2 separate regions of the Rattus norvegicus genome follow, and region 1 is linked to region 2. Evidence: chromatin contacts called from public Hi-C data. All regions are on one chromosome and are shown on one strand. The core of a region is the stretch at or near the end of the contact, and the rest is flanking DNA. Distances in the headings are between cores, read along the strand shown. Region 1 overlaps Adgrv1 (adhesion G protein-coupled receptor V1). Region 2 overlaps Adgrv1 (adhesion G protein-coupled receptor V1).

The links. A called contact is a pair of places that touch in the nucleus more often than the background predicts.
Region 1: a Hi-C map of hepatocytes shows a contact between it and region 2, with 2.8 times the contacts expected there. The contact joins two enhancer-like sites. A contact is called at or near these places in 3 of 12 Hi-C or Micro-C datasets (hepatocytes, liver and mammary epithelial cells).

The regions. Positions count from the first base shown.
Region 1 is chr2:13,382,059-13,387,271 of GRCr8, forward strand. The region is part of intron 84 of Adgrv1 (adhesion G protein-coupled receptor V1); the gene reads right to left. Among named protein-coding and RNA genes, the nearest start is that of Rnu1-149, 260 kb to the left of the region's middle. Within about 2 kb of position 1,858, at least 9 of the 93 cell types and tissues checked have an H3K27ac peak or open chromatin away from gene starts, as enhancers often do. A contact at or near this core is called in hepatocytes and liver, where this site is marked.
Region 2 is chr2:13,212,336-13,217,595 of GRCr8, forward strand. The region is part of intron 86 of Adgrv1 (adhesion G protein-coupled receptor V1); the gene reads right to left. Among named protein-coding and RNA genes, the nearest start is that of Rnu1-149, 87 kb to the left of the region's middle. Within about 2 kb of position 1,541, at least 37 of the 93 cell types and tissues checked have an H3K27ac peak or open chromatin away from gene starts, as enhancers often do. A contact at or near this core is called in hepatocytes and liver, where this site is marked.

The sequences.
Region 1 (5,213 bases), core at 608-3,107, 170 kb after region 2:
AAGTGGCTAGTTCAAAGAAAGATCTAGTTTTGACTCTAGTATTTAAACTCAAAACTTTTTTCTTGCTTTATTAGCAAAAGTAAAGTCAACAAGATCCAGTCAGATTAATGAGTAGCCAAAAGTTCTAGCTAAGGGAAAACTATCTCTATTTATAACATCATCCTACTCTGCTTCGATTGACCTCAAATAGACAGATAACAGCCAGCCAGATGCTGATGAAGATAATAGATGACAGATAGATAGATAGATAGATAGATAATAGATAGATAGATAGATAGATAGATAGATAGATAGATAGATAGATAGATAGATAGTAGATAGATGGTAGACAGAAGTATATACATACATATAAACACACATAAGTACATGCATAGATATGTATGTATATAGTTAGACAGATGGATGATTGGTAATAGGCAGACAGACAGACAGAGTTCTTAGTTCATAGCATCTGGGGCCCTGGACATGTCTTTCTTGTGTTAACAGTTTCAATGCAACAGGTCAAGTTACTTGGGATGATCAGATCTTCTCCTACAAAGAGGAGACAGTGTTCTGGAATCCTAAGTGGCTTTGGCTTCAGTCTTGCAGTCAGAGATCCTTAGAGAGTTTCCAAGAGGATAGATACTCAAAGGTAAAATGACATAGGGCTCAGATTAAAGGAAAGTCTTTTAGTAGTTGTGTGCAATCTGGATCATTCCTGAGAAACAGACATTGTACAATGACATTCCTGAATGTTGCAGAGTGATAAACAACCCAACTTTTACTGGATTCTAAATAACAGTGCTCAGCTAACATGAAATTCTCTTCTGCCTTCATGAAGAATAAACAGATGAAATTAAAATTCATGCACATGCATCGGATGACAAAAAGAAAATAAAGTAAAAAGCAAACAAACAAAAACACGTGTTTCAACTTCTAACCTAGTCACATAGCCCTCTGTGAGTCGCTATCAAGGCTCTGTGGTTCTTGTACACCATTGGGCACATAAAAGTTCTCTGCACAGGGTTTTTTTTTTAAATTCAGTTTCAGAAGATAAAGTGAAGCCAAACAAATAGACAAAAAGAAACAAAGAAGTCAGATGTTTTCCTGTTGGCAAGATGTATTAATCTGAGTAAACACCGTGCTATCTCTCTGTTCTTTTTTTAGATTTGGGGAGTTGCTTTTCCCGACAGAACCTCTGGAATTGAGAGCTGTGCCTGGCAAAGATGCCCTTTGTCCCTCCTGCCACCAGCCTGCTCAGGGCACACAGGGCAATGTGATTCTGAGATAAAGCTTCCAAAGATAGAACTGCATGTTTTTCCCAGGAAAATCTGGCAAGAGCATGAAAGGCTGTTGGCTGTTTCCCACCACCCTGGAAGTCAATGCTCTCACACCTTGCTGCTTAAGCGTTTCCTAGTAGATAAATGAGAAAAACAAAACTCGACACTGAAGGGAAGCACTCCCTGCTTGATAAACTGCTAAAATGTAAATCTTATATGAAAAAGTCTGTGATATTCCAATAAGCATAATTTTCTATATTAACAGTAGGCACATTACTATTAGCATAAATAAACAGTAGAAAAATAACTCTGTAGCCCCTGCATTTTAAAGTTACTGATGGGTGGTAGCAAGATATTTCTACCAAGGACAGGTAGAAACAAGCTTTCTGGTATTAACTTACAAATGCCTTCACTGCAGTTTTGAATACAAGTGACACAAGACAAAGCCAGAAACCCACAAATGTGTATTTGCCATGCTGCACACACTCTGTAGCTCGGTCAAAGAAAGCTTTGAAAGGAGCCTTTAATTTTTAACCTAACCCCTACTCTGCAAGACTGACTGGTTTTGGTGGAGGAAAAAAATCCTATACTGCCACCTGCTGGCATATTATGGTCAATGCCACTCACAGAATTAGAATGACACTCAGATTAAAGCATTATGAGCGCTTTCTAATTAAATTTTTTTCAAAAACTGAGTATTGATCATATTTTCCCCTCCTCTCTCTCCACATCCCTACCCATGTAACTTCAATACAAGAACAATCTATTGATTCTTTTGTATCCTCCTCGAATTTGGAATAAAGTAAATAAAATATTTAGTGAATTAGTGATACACTGTTCTATATGTTTCTAAAAATAGAGAACAACCGTACTTAAGCACATTTTCCTGACAACATGACTTACACATTCATTGTACCATACTCCTCCAAAATGAAGTCAAGAGGAATGAGATGTGGCTCAGGTGGTAATGTTTGCCTAGCAGGCACAAGGCCCTGGGTTCAATCTCCAGTAACACTTAAACCAGCATTATGACGCAGGCCTTTAATCTTAGCATACTGTACATGGAGGCAGAAAGTGTAGAAGTTCGAGGTCATCCTCAGCTACATAGCAAGTTCAAGGCACCCTGTGCTACATGAGAGCCCTCTCCCTTACATGCACTGGCACATGCACCTGTGTGCACACACTTGCACACAAACACACACACACACACAAGCAAACACATACACTAACACACACTAACACACACACACAAGCAAACACACACTAACACACACACAAGCAAACACATACACTAACACACACTAACACACACACACAAGCAAACACACACTAACACACACACACACACACACACACACACACACACACACACGCACGCACGCACACACGACAATCAACTAAGTCTTGAAGAGGAAAGATCTTAGCATGCCTGTTTTCCCAGTATTGACAAATCACACTCCTATACGTAACTGGAGACATTTTAGTCCTTTAACAAGAATGCAACCCAAGACCATTATTTTTCATTTCTCCAGGCAATTTAAGTTCTAATGATGTCTACTTAGCAAAGCTGGAGAATCCAAAATGGAGATCCAGGGCTGGGAGTGTAATGGCCCCAATAGTACAATTCTACAACTCATCCCATAAGCTCCTTCAAATTCGGTCATGTCAAAGCCAGCGTCTCTGTAAACACTTCCTTTTCTCATTTTGGAGAATCTGACAAGTTTGGAAAGTCCTCAGTTTGGAACTGGATATGCAGCTTAGTACTCAAGAGCACTTGCTGCCCTTGCAGAGCGCCCAAGTTTGGTTCTCAGAGCCCATGCTGGGTGACTCACCACTATTAATTCAGTTCTGTGGAATGCAATGCCAGCTTCTCACTGTTACATAATAGCGTTCATGTGCGTATCCCCCCACTCCACATACAGACATATTAATAGAATAAAATAAATCGTTTTTAATTGAAAATAAATTATTTTCTTATACAATCCATCCTGACCACAGTTTTCCTCCCTTCACTCCTCCCAGCCTTCCCCACCTCCCTGCTTCCCAGCTACATCCCCACTCCATTTCTCTTCAGAAAAGAAGAGGTCTACAAACAACCGAACTGCAGACAAAACCCAGGCAGGACAAAAGAAGAAACAGTAAGGCAAGGAGAACCCTCATAGCAAGGCTGGACAAGATAACCCAACAGGAGGGAAACAGTCCCAAGAGCAGGCAAAAGAGTCCAAGACACACCCGCTAACACCCTTAGGTAGCCACCAAGCTAACAGTCATAACATACACAGAGGATCTGGTGCAGACCTAGGCAGGCCCTATGTCTTGCTGCCTTAGTCTCTGTGAGCTAAAAATAAAATACAGCTTTAAAAATCTCTTGTCTAGCCAAATGAGAAGAACATTCACTTTAAGTTAGATAGTATTTTTAAATATCCAGGCAGCTGGTAAATATGTTGCGTATTTCCTATGGAAACTATACCAACTGTACACTGTATGGCTTCTGACATGAAAAATTAAACCATTATATTGGGTAAAAATAAGCTATTGAAACATATTTTTAGTTCTTTTTGCCACAAATCATCCCTTACACAATTTTATGCCACGTTGTTTTGTCTATTCTAAAAATACACTGGAAATGTACGCACTTGACTAATTGTTTTCTTCAAAACCCACGTTAAGCATAATGTGAACCAGAAGCCAATATTCTAACATAAAGATTCTGGTTTTCTTTCTCATCCCCAAACATGAGCAAATTTGTGTGCTAGCATGCTGAAGAGTTGTCTATAATAATATGGCGCCTTAATTAAATCTTATATAAATGCTGCTGCCGAAACAGCCCACCAAAATGGGTGGTGAATACAGTCAAATAAACTCTAACTATGGAAGGCAGGTTCTCCGCTGTGTTACATAGAAGAAACAAAGGCAGGAACAGACGGTTATGACGGCCTCCTAAGGTAATGTAATGCCTTGTCAAATTCAGTGCAAGCCCCTTTGGGAAACAGCTGCTACTGTCTACTCTCCACAGGAACTTTGAACACATAACCTGGAATCCAGCCCTTGATTTTTCTTTGAAAAACAGATTATGAAATTTAAAGGACATTGCCATTCCTGGGACAGGAAAACACAACAGAGTGCCAATGTTTCCAACAGTTTTCCATGTTAGCCCCTTTGGTACTTCACCAAAGGACATCTGTGCTCGATTAGTAACCCTGTGCAATGAGAATTCATGGGAGATGAATCCATGCACATAAGCGGTCCCAGTCACTCTGAATGCATGGCCCACTGCTCAGGTGGCCCAGAACTGGGGACTGGATAGGCCATGTGTCTAATCACAAACCAAATACTATGTTTCTGGGAATGCAGCAACAAAATGATTCCTAACAACATTCTGCTATGCCCAAAGATCTGTGTCTAACTCAGCCATCCTCAGAGAAGCTTCCTCCAGGAGTAGATGAGAAACAATGTGGAGATACGAATCTGGACAATGTACGGAGAGGGAGAGACTGTGGAACATGCAGTCTTAGCGGTGACATCCTCATCAAACACCACCTCAGCCTCCCACCCCAAGCCTGTGTCTGGCTGAGGGAGCTGTGCAGAAGAGGAAATGAAAAGGCGTTAAGTGCTAAAGGGATGGATAAATAAGAAAACAGTGCCTGACTGGACCTGAGCAGAAATGGTTCCAGCACTAACTGGGGGAAGCAGACAGACACCTCCATTGCTAACCCAGAGGCCACCTCCAACTGACAAATGCTTGAAAAGGAAAAATTAGTTTTCTCCATTGGAGTCTCACTGGACTATAAACCACACCTAAAGGTAGACAGGCCCCGTGCCCAGCAGCGAAGGTCAGCACAACACAAACCTCGTGGTGTTCGCGTAGATCTTTGTCTTACGTTGCTTTCTTTCAGCACCTTTTTGTCAACTGTATTTTGCTTGTATGTTATGTTTCCAAGGTTGTGTTATCAT
Region 2 (5,260 bases), core at 291-2,790:
TCCAATATTCACTCAGCACCCAGGGCTGTCAGTTGCCAGCTGACAGTGTGCTCAATATGCCAGTCAAGCTCCTTAAACCTTTCACTATTGAACACCATGACTGAAAGCCAAGGAGGTACCACTCTGAAGTCCACCAAATGAAAGCAGGGCGGTGGACCCTTACTTGCTGCTTCTGTGCCAAAACCAACTATTTGACCTGGAAATTTTTTTTTCATATTTAGAATCTCTATTGCAATGTAGGAAAAGAGAACCAACCAAAATAGAAAACTATTATTATATAATTAAGTGGTAAGGTGGAAAAAAATGGCTTACCATCCCCGTGTATATATGGGATTATAATTACCAGTCTATTCTGATCTTTTTTATATTAAGGGTTATGGACCTTTAAATAACTCTTATGCCTCATCACAAACAATGTGTGTATAGTATTTTTTACTTTAGTTTTTTTTCCTATCTTAATTTCACTTTAGGAAACTTAAACCTGACAAATGGCATATTTAGAATTGTATGATGTTATACACACTGGGAAATGTGGGTAATTTTGAGTACTTGTGTCACATGCATTGTGGCCAAAGTATGAAGTTTCCTAAGAGATCCTTTGGTTGGCTGTGGCTTTCTGTCCAAAAGAATTACAAAGACCTCTAGTGGCTTCCTCCGTATCCAGTTTAAACTCCCTTTGTGAGGAAGAATCACCGTATTGTCTGATTATCAAACAATGTCACTTTAAGAAATCTTTTGCAGTTTTTCATACGACTAGTATTCGCTGCATTCATTGACCCAGGCCATTGACTCATAACCAGAGATATTGCATGGCTTTCTATGACAAAAGCTCTTGGGAAAACGCCTGACTTTTGCTTTTGAACTCATCATGTAACCTGGAAGGTGAAAATCACAGTCAGAAGAGAACAGCTGAGAAGTCACAGTGATCCTAGTCTGTATTGTAACTTCGAAAAGAGTTTAGATTGGTGCTCAATTTATAAAATCTAGACTTTCTATTACTTGAGAAAACAATAAAATCGATTACAAGTTTACAATGGGATGGAACAAAATACTGGTTTCTGCGGTCGGTCGGTGGTTACAGTGCTCACTCCCTTGCTTAGGGTCTGGTGTCCCCAGCACACAGGCCAGGCAGGTCGCAGCTGCCTATGGCTTTAGCCCCCAAGGATGTGATGCTTCTAAGATACCTGCACTCACATCTCCACATACACAAATTAAGAAATGGCTTCACTAATATTTATAAGACCCCAGAGCAGTCAAATGACTTTTGCCTTATTTTGTAAAAGTCATTATTTTGTGCCCTGCAAAAAATGTTGTGTTCACCTGTTCACATACCATTCTATTTAAATTATTTGCAAATATTTAATCTTGCTTGTAAGGCAAATAAGTTTCAAACGGAAGGTTCTGATAGAGCCAGGGGCTGATGATTTACGTCACCGACCCTAGAGCTGGCTCAGAGCCCAGTCAGCTACTTCCCAGCTGTGTGACTGTGCATCTTACGTAACTCTCTGTGGGTCAGACGCCTCACTTCTGAAGTTCCTCAGTGAAATAGCTGGTCACAAGGACAGCTCAGAGTCACACTGGAGAGTAAGGACAGACGCAAACGCTGTTGAGTAGTATCTTCCTGTTCTCATCGTATCAGCACTCGGTAGCTGACTGGTACATTTTCTCCTGTATCTTGGCGAGAATGGAAGTGGGTGGCCTTGTGCATGGAAGGGAGTCCCCTGCAAACAATGCCTCATTCCACCAGGAGATCCTTAGTTTCAGGACTTAAAACAGGAGGCGAACAACTTTGACTCAACATCCTGTGACGATGTGATAGTTTTGTCATATCATCTCGCCACTGCTTACTGCTGATACCTCTTGTCCCAAGTTCTGTCCCTGAAGACAGGGTGGAGTGTGTGGACAACAGGACACTGCTGGCTTAGTGTTCTGCCTGTGGCTGAGCTTTTCAAGCCATCAGCTAAAACAATTCATCCGCATAACTTGCTCTCCCTTGAAGTCTCTTACAGAAGACACATGTATTTTCAAGGCGACTATATTTGCTGCTTCGATTATTTATCACAATGCAATCTTTATGTCTCATGTGTATTCTTTTAGGTCATCGTGCATCCACTTTGATAATTTCTGTGAACACGCTACCTGGCTTAGGTGAATCATGCTTTCAAAATCTTCCTTCTGTCTTGGGTAATGGTTATTGTTTCCTCACTGTCCTGTTCCTGAATGGGTGATTTTTACATAAATTATTTCCTGCAGTGGGAGAAAGCTGGGTACAGTGATTTGGAGAACAGAACAGTAAAGTAGGGAAATGTTTTAGAGTAGTTCACCTGGAGCTGGAATGATATGGACGGAGGATCTTTTTCATTTCCCTTTAATTAAATTTTTTTCATAGAATTTGATCATTTTATCCTCCTCCAGCTTCTCTCTCTCCCCCCCCCTCTCTCTCTCTTTCTCTCTCTCTCTCTCCTAAAGGTTTGGGTCAGAGACACTTGCTGTAGGATATAAACCCCTGCCTGAAAAAAAGATCCTAAAATAGTTCAGTTTTGGCAAAGCAGGTAGTCACTGATGGAAAACTCTAGGCTTTTATCCTGGCACAATCCCGAGGGAAGTCTGTGGGGACCTCTGGGACTCCAGGCAACTTGATGCTTTACATTTGGTAAATTTGCTGCCAAAGCCATCGCATCAAGTTACTGAAATCTTAGTGGGTGTAAATTGCATCAACTGTCATTTATCCTTGTGAGAAACTTAGGGGCATGCCTTTTACTGAAAGGAAAGATTTAACCTTCTCATCCTATCATGCAGTAAATAAAATTCTAAAGCCTATGGAACGATCTCATGATATAGTTCAAGACAAGTTAATTATATCCAAATGTGTATCTTTACCAAATGGAGAGTTTGATTGCGAAAGTACCTTTCACAATTAAACACATCCCGAGACATCAGAAAGTTTGCCTTATAAGTTTTAATCATTATATGCAGTTTATTCTTTTAATGTGCATTCAGTGAGCATTATTTTAGCTAAATCTCAGGAAGCACAGTAAACAATGCTGGTTTATAAAAGATGTACATAGCTGTTTAATGAGTTCAAATCTATAATGGCAGTAGGGTAAGCACAGTGGTTAATAGAGGAATTCCTTAGGGGTTGTTAATCAGCTTTGGAGCAGAAGCTGCTTACAATTCTAGGGAAGGCATTATTAATGTCCACTCTTTCGGCCTTTAGGTCAGTGTTCATCTCCTCTGTCTTGGAATCGTGGACCCCTTGATGAGGCTGGAAGCACTCAGGAAGCAATGGCTGAAATCACTAAGGAACTCAGACTAAGCTGTTCCAGGCCTGCGTTTGGAGAGCAGAAAGCTGATTGCTCACTGGGAGTTGAGTTATATTGAGAAGAAACAGGGCCATGCTCACGCCCAGGTTCACAAACTGATTTAGGGATCGCCTGAGTGTCAGCCTTACTTTTCAAACCCTTGCATAAGTCGATGTGCTGAGGTTGAGAAGGACTGAAATGGACGAAAATCACATGGCTAAAGCTTATTTTGCAAAGTGTGATTGTAGGAAATTACTATATGTTATTTGGGTTAGATTCTAAAATATTTTTAAAACAACTTTGAAATTCTGTTAGTTTTGTTCCTATGCATTTTTTAAAACTAGGGGACAGAGGCAGCTATAATGGCCTTCTTGTGCTGGGGGGAAAGCACTTTTAGAATCCCTGGTCAGCCATACACCCCTGCAGCCTGCATGGCCAAGATACTTTAGTGTTAGGAGATGAAGGCTGTGCACAGAAATGTGACTTATATTTCCCACAGAGTACATTCCCACAAATGCCTTCCACTCAGCGTTTGGTGACGAGCCCCCAGGCCTTTCAAGCAAACGAACCCTCATTCAAATTGCAAACAAAAGGCAGGGATAGAGTAGCCGGGAGTGTACCTGGGAAGTGGGACAGTAACTGTGCCTCTCTTATCACATCTTCACTTCCCATTCTGTAGCCATGGCATTCACACTCTCTCATGTCCTTCTGCCCTTGTGTATGGTCACTTGCCTTATCACAGGATTTCACTTTTAATTCACCATGAACACCTACAATTAATCCCCCTGCTCACAGTGTGTGGGGCTTGTACTAAGCTTACCGCTCAGCCCCATATATTCCAGAGTTTTAAATTATTAGGATGTTTTAATATTTAAGACATTAAAATACAAATTCATTACTTACAACATTTCACATGGAAAGTGTTTATTGGGAAGGTTTCACTATAAGCATCAATTCTCCTTTTAATCCTTAGTTTTTGAGTTACCCTATAGAATTTCAAATCAGATACAAATTGGCTATTCCTATTTTAGGAAATAAAAGGAAGCAAGACACAACTTAAAACTTAGAAAAATATCAATAGGCTTCAAAATTTGCTTTCAAAGGTCCCAGGACTTTGTAATGGGATTTAATTATTGACATTGTCAAATGTGGTATTTTTAAATAGTATTATGAGAAGCTTCAGATTAAAACTATAAACTATGAACTTGTTGGCGCAAAAGCATCTCTCACAATAAAGGAAACCAAATTACTATGTTCATCCAGAAAAAAAAATGTTTCCCCACAAGTAAGCAGCCTTATCTGTGGCCCAATTTTAGTTGCTCCCAAGTAGGGGCTGTGTTTTTTTCCAAGTGCACAGGGTAGAGATAAACGCGCGTCCTTTGTGACTCTGTAGCGGGTTCGTCTCCTTCCAAGTGAATGCAGGTCAAGCCAACACTTAAATGTTTGTGTTTAGCCTTGCTTAGACAGGTTACATACGTGAGAATGTAAACACTTTTAACATTAAGAAAACATTTGGGGCATCCCCCACCCCAAACCTTAAACTACATTGAAGACCCACGTTTATGTCCCCAAATCAAATCTGAAGCAAACCTAAACTCAGAATGTCATTGATCCTGGTGCAGGCTCAATCATGCCTGTTATCTACATGCTACTCTGAAATAAACCACCTATTCACCTGAGTATATTCTGAAGAGCCAGGGCAAGCCTCATCACTGTCAACAGCATAGAGCATAGAGCATAGAGCATAGAGCATAGAGCATGGAGCATAGAGCATAGAGCATAGAGCATAGAGCATGGAGCATAGAGCATAGAGCATAGAGCATGGAGCATAGAGCATAGAGCATAGAGCATAGAGCATAGAGCATAGAGCATGGAGCATAGAGCATAGAGCATAGAGCATGGAGCATAGAGCATAGAGCATAGAGCATAGAGCATAGAGCATAGAGCATAGAGCATAG